2 separate regions of the Mus musculus genome follow, and region 1 is linked to region 2. The links are chromatin contacts, called in public promoter capture Hi-C maps. All regions are on one chromosome and are shown on one strand. Each heading gives the region's core, a stretch centred on a gene start, on an enhancer-like site or on the middle of the called end of the contact. The rest is flanking DNA. Distances are from core to core; before and after follow the strand shown.

Region 1 (2,700 bases), core at 188-2,687, 1.0 Mb before region 2:
CATTCTTCTGTACTGGGGCATATGATCTTCGCAAGACCAAGGGCCTCTCCTCTCATTGATGGCTGACTAGGCTATCCTCTGCTACATATGCAACTAGAGACACAGCTCTGGGGGGTACTGGTTAGTTCATATTGTTGATCCTCCTATAGGGTTGCAGACCCCTTTAGCTCCTTGGGTACTTTCTCTAGCTCCTTCTTTAGGGGTCCTGTGTTCCACCCAATAGATGAGATTTTGCTGACAGGACCCTGATATCGCTATCTCTTGTGAGGCTATGCCAATACCTGGCAAATACAGAAGTGGATGCTCACAGCCTCTTAGCTTTAAGTCAAGCATTCTGACCAAACTCTGCACTCACTCTCAGCTCTGGGTATCTCTGGCTCAATCAAATCCAACCCTTACCCTGTCTCATAGGACCATGCTGTCCTCAAAGCCATTGCATGAAGCCACTTAGTTTTCATCTGCCCCAAAGGCTGGAGCCAAAACCCTGGAAGCTGGAAGGACCAGGATCTGAAACCGCAGTTAGATCTGTGACAGTAAAACTTTCACTTTTAGGGTAATAGCTGGTTTATATGAATTAAGTAACCAAACTCCTTCTCTGGCCTCTAATAGTTAGCTTTGTTTAGAAAGAAAAAAAGAAAGAAAAGAAAGAAGGAAAGGAGTGATAGACAGGAAGGAAAGAAGGCAGGCAGGTAGGCTGACACGGACCCTCTAGATGGCTCAGCAGGTAAAGGCATCTGCTGCCAAGCTTGACCGCTCTGGATCGATCCCAGCAACCATCACGAGAGGAGAGAACCAACCCTGGACCACTACGTGTCTGTGTGCACATTTGAGGACACACGCGTACAGTACATACATTTTGAGAAAAAAAAAATTGACATCTTAAAATGCCTCATGTTTACCTTTCCAAAGTTTAAACACCATCACATTCGGATCTGGTATAAAGATCACACACCAGTATGTCTCCTGAACACGGGACAACTGGTTCCTGGAGTGCTCTCTCCTTCTCCCTCCCTCCCCTTCCCCCACGCCCTCTTATCCTTATGCCTCATTTGGTCAAAGAGCAGTGCAAACAAGGGGTCTCAAATCGAACGAAGTCTTGTCCCCCACTGAGACTAAAGCTTTCTCAACAGACCCCTTGACTTTTACACCAACTGTGGCCAACTACTGTGGGTTAGTCCAGCCTGGGCCTAGGAGTCAAGAAACCCCAGTCCTGCGTCCTCAGAAAAAAAATAAATAAACCAACCAACCAAGGCCCCCTTAGAACCCAGGATAGTACTATGCCTAAAAACTGGGAAGCAAGACCGGGGCAATCAGGGTTAAATCACACTGACCCTACAATGTCACCCTGGGAAGCAACCGTGGAACCCACTGAGAAGAGGCAATGGCTTTACTGGGAACTCAACAAGCGAGCCAGCCGAGGCCTCCTTCCACACCGAGAGACGCGGTCAGAGCCTTTGCGCACTACGTGACCTGGACGTTCTGGGAGCGGCCGAGGGGCGGTGCCCGCAGCCGCAGCACCGCCCTGGGGCTCCCACGCCCCCCTGGGGGGGCGTCACTCTGGGAGCCACGGGTGGGCGGGAACCCGGAGAGGGGCGGATCCCCAACTCCCCAGCGTCTCAAAAGCAGCAAGTAAGGAAGGGAGGAGGCCAGTCCTGCAGCCCGGAGACCGTTCTGTGCTCCCTCCGCCCGCAACCATGGCAAAGCCCCTGACCGACCAGGAGAAGCGACGGCAGATCAGCATCCGAGGCATCGTGGGCGTAGAGAATGTGGCCGAGCTGAAAAAGGGTTTCAACCGTCACCTGCACTTCACTCTGGTCAAGGACCGCAATGTGGCCACCCCCCGCGACTACTACTTCGCCCTTGCGCACACAGTGCGCGACCACCTGGTGGGGCGCTGGATCCGTACACAGCAGCACTACTACGACAAGTGTCCCAAGGTACCAGGCGAAGGGCGTTTGTCCCCCCTCCCCTCCACTCCCTGTCCTGGTCTCGAAGTCTAGGCCAGCAGCAGGACATAGGCTCGGCCATCCCTTCCACCTCCCCCACAGCGGTGTGCCATCCTCAGGGCTCCACTGTGGTGTGAGATCCGGAGACCAGCTGGTGGCAAGAGCCCACGCTTCCCTCTCTGGCGAACTAAGCAAACTATGGAGTTTGCTCAGCACTTAACCAAGGGGGATCCTGCGCCTCCTATGTGATCCGTCCAGGTTCCGGGGGCCCTGACAATCCGCTCAGGTCCAGGGGGCCGGGAAGGGGCACAGAAAACAAAAACATACAAAAGCCTAGCCTTAGAGGGTCAAGCTTAGTGTTTAAGGAAAGGAGAGGGAAGTTTAGAGTTCCTCTAATAGTGACCCTGCCCAGGCCTCAGGGCTGCCTAGCTTAGCTGTGCAACAAAGATGGGGGAGGTCCCGGCCCAGGGCCCAGACCGAGTGGAGACTGCAGTTCCTGAACTTTGTGCTGACTGCCTGATGGGCCTTGCCAAGAGACTCACCTGAAGCTATCCCTGTAAAAACACCCTTCTCCCTTCCAGAAGCCTTGTGGAGGCCCCAGAGATGTGGGGGACACCACATTTAGGCAACCAGCTCCTATTTCTACCAAGGGCCAGAATGCGGAGTCTCTGGGGTGGTGGACATGTGGAGGAACACCACCCCATCATGACCAGTCTTGGAAGAGAACCAGAGCTAATGTGAAAGGTTGGGGAGG
Region 2 (2,700 bases), core at 5-2,504:
GAAAGAGGAAGGGAAGTCACGCCATTTCAGGCCTCTGGGGCTTAAGCAGTTATTACTCAAATGGAGACATCTGATGGACAGTTGATGAGTCTATAAGCTTAGAATGTGAAACAGAAGTTGGTTATTTGAGTTTTATTTACTTACTTGTTTTGGGTTTTCAAGACAGCGTTTCTCTGGATTCCTTGGCTTTTCTGGAACTTGCTCTGCAGACCAGGCTGGCCTTGAACTCAGAGTCACCATGGTAGTTGAGTACATATATTTAGCATGTGAAAGAGATGGCATAACGGAGATGAGGTGTCATCCCAATCTTGGGACAGTCTACTTAAAATGTAACAGAGGAAGGCCTGCAGATTGGTGGAAAGAATGCTTGTCTCAGGTGTGAGGCCCTGGGTGTGGTTCTGTGGACATTCCCTCCCACAAAAGGAGGAGGCATAAGAGAGAAGCCTGGGAAAGGTCTTGTGATTGCAGTAATGCCAGTATAAACTGCTAAATGCTGCACTTGTAAAACAGGTCTGGGACTGCCCAGCAATCAATAAGTAACCATACCCTAGACCTGGGTGTGTGGCTCAGTGGTACAGCTCAGGCCACAGGTGGGAAGTCCTGGATCCCACACCTAGCCCTGTAACAAAACCAAGTTTCTATAGTCTGGCACAGTAAAGTTCCATTATGTAACTACTACATCTGCTGCATTGGTTCCTAGTGGAGCATTGTTAAGAGACTACAGAGTCAATCTAAGGATATCTAGTTTAAAAAAAAAGCGCAGTTATAAATTCTATTCTCAACCCAAGGAAATTGATCAGGACAAACTGTAATTTTGCTAAGTGATTTGAGAGCTTGCATTTACATTATAAAAAGCGAACACCTTTCTGATGCTTATTAATCTCTGGGATTTGTTTTGTCATCTTTTGCCCCCAAGGGTTTCTGGGAGACAACTATAAGGTGGAATACCTGAAAATGGTAAGGGTTTACTAACGTTGGTTCCACAAAGTAAAGAGAGTCAGATAAAGTTAGGTTTGTGAATTAGCTAGTAAACTTCTCTCTTGTTGGTGAAATTAAACAGTTAATAAGATAAAGACACAGCGCTGAAGATGAGGACAGTTACCACAATAGACTGCAAAGTACACGTATCCTGACACAGTAATTTAAAACCTGTAGCAGGTAGTGTCTGCTTGGTTTGAAGTAACAGTGGAGCCTATTTCTAGCATTTCTACCAGATCGCTGCCCCTCCTCCCAGGCGTTACTATGGCAACAAAGCACGCGCTGCCCGGCCTTGACAATCCAGCCGTTACCTTCTTGGACTGGTCAGTTCTCCATGAGCCAGACTCTGAAGCGCATCCTAGACACTCAATTCACCCTGATCCTTCACTGGGTCTGGGCATTGGGCCGTGTGGGTCACCATGGCCAAGGCGGCGGCCTCCTCAGCGCTGGAGGACTTGGATCTGAGCAGAGAGGAGGTGCAGCGGTTCACCTCCGCCTTTCAGGACCCAGAGTTCCGCCGAATGTTCTCCGAGTACGCCGCGGAGATCACGGACCCCGAGAACCGGAGGCGCTACGAGGAGGAGATCACAGCCCTGGAGCGGGAGCGTGGGGTGGATGTGCGGTTCGTGCACCCTGAGCCGGGCCATGTGCTGCGTACCAGCCTGGACGGGGAGCACCGCTGCTACGTGAACGTGTGCAGCAACTCACTGGTAGGCGTACCTAGCAGCCGGCCCGGCCCGGGGCGCGGCGGCACGGCAGCTGGCAGCCACTGGTCCCTGCCCTATAGCCTGGCTCCCGGCCGCCAGTATGCCGGCCGCAACGGCGCCCGCTACACCGTCTACGACGTGGTCTTCCACCCCGAAGCGCTGGCGCTGGCCCGGAGCCACGAGCGCTTCCGCGAAATGCTGGACGCCACGGCCCTGGAGGCGGTGGAGCAGCAGTTCGGCGTCAGGCTGGACCGCAGGAACGCCAAGACCCTGAAGATCAAGTACAAGGGGATGCCCGAGGCCGCAGTGCTCCGCACGCCCCTACCCGGGGGCGTCCCGGCCCAGCCCGAGGGGGAGCCACCAGGGCTTTTCCCGGACCCACCATATCCATACCGCTACCCCGCGGCAGCGGCGGCGAACACTGCCCGCTCGCCCGCGTCCCCCGCTCCCGAGGCCGTGCAGCGCCCAGAGCCCACGGAGCCGCGCTGCTCCGTGGTGCAGCGCCACCACGTAGACCTCCAGGATTACCGCTGCTCGCGCGACGCGGCCCCGAGCACCGTGCCGCACGAGCTGGTGGTCACCATCGAGCTGCCGCTGCTGCGCTCGGTCGAGCGGGCGGAGCTGGAGGTGAAGGGGAAGCTGCTGTGCCTGGACTCGAGAAACCCCGACTACCGGCTGCGGCTCTCGCTGCCGTACCCGGTGGACGACGGCCGCGGCAAGGCACAGTACAACAAGGCGCGGCGGCAGCTGGTGGTCACGCTGCCGGTGGCGCTGGCCGACGCGCGCCAGGAACCCCCGGCCGCGACACCGGAAGAGCCCGCGGAGGAGACCGGAACTGACGACGTAGCCCGCACTTCCGCGGGCGATTTTGCAGCGGCGCGGGAAGAGTCTGCAGATGGAACCGGAGCTGACCACGGGGAGAAGAGCGGTGTGGGAGCCCCAGACCCCGGGGCTGCACACGCTGAAGGGGAGCTCGTTCCCGAACCGGAGCAGGACTTCGGAGGGGACTCGGTGG

The links. Capture Hi-C pulls out chosen DNA fragments and counts their contacts.
Region 1: a promoter capture Hi-C map of liver shows a contact between it and region 2. The contact joins the promoter of F730035M05Rik here to the promoter of Dnaaf2 in region 2.

Annotation. Positions count from the first base shown.
Region 1 is chr12:70,226,578-70,229,277 of GRCm38.p6, reverse strand. It overlaps F730035M05Rik (RIKEN cDNA F730035M05 gene), which reads right to left and starts at 1,437. Exons shown (of 5, transcript NR_045174.1): 1 at 900-1,437. Pygl (liver glycogen phosphorylase) reads left to right here and starts at 1,595. Exons shown (of 20, transcript NM_133198.2): 1 at 1,595-1,937. The coding sequence starts at 1,695.
Region 2 is chr12:69,196,983-69,199,682 of GRCm38.p6, reverse strand. Dnaaf2 (dynein, axonemal assembly factor 2) reads left to right here and starts at 1,254. Exons shown (of 3, transcript NM_027269.4): 1 at 1,254-2,700. The coding sequence starts at 1,398. 9330151L19Rik (RIKEN cDNA 9330151L19 gene) reads right to left here and starts at 2,472. Exons shown (of 2, transcript NR_033222.1): 1 at 2,068-2,472; 2 at 1-1,955.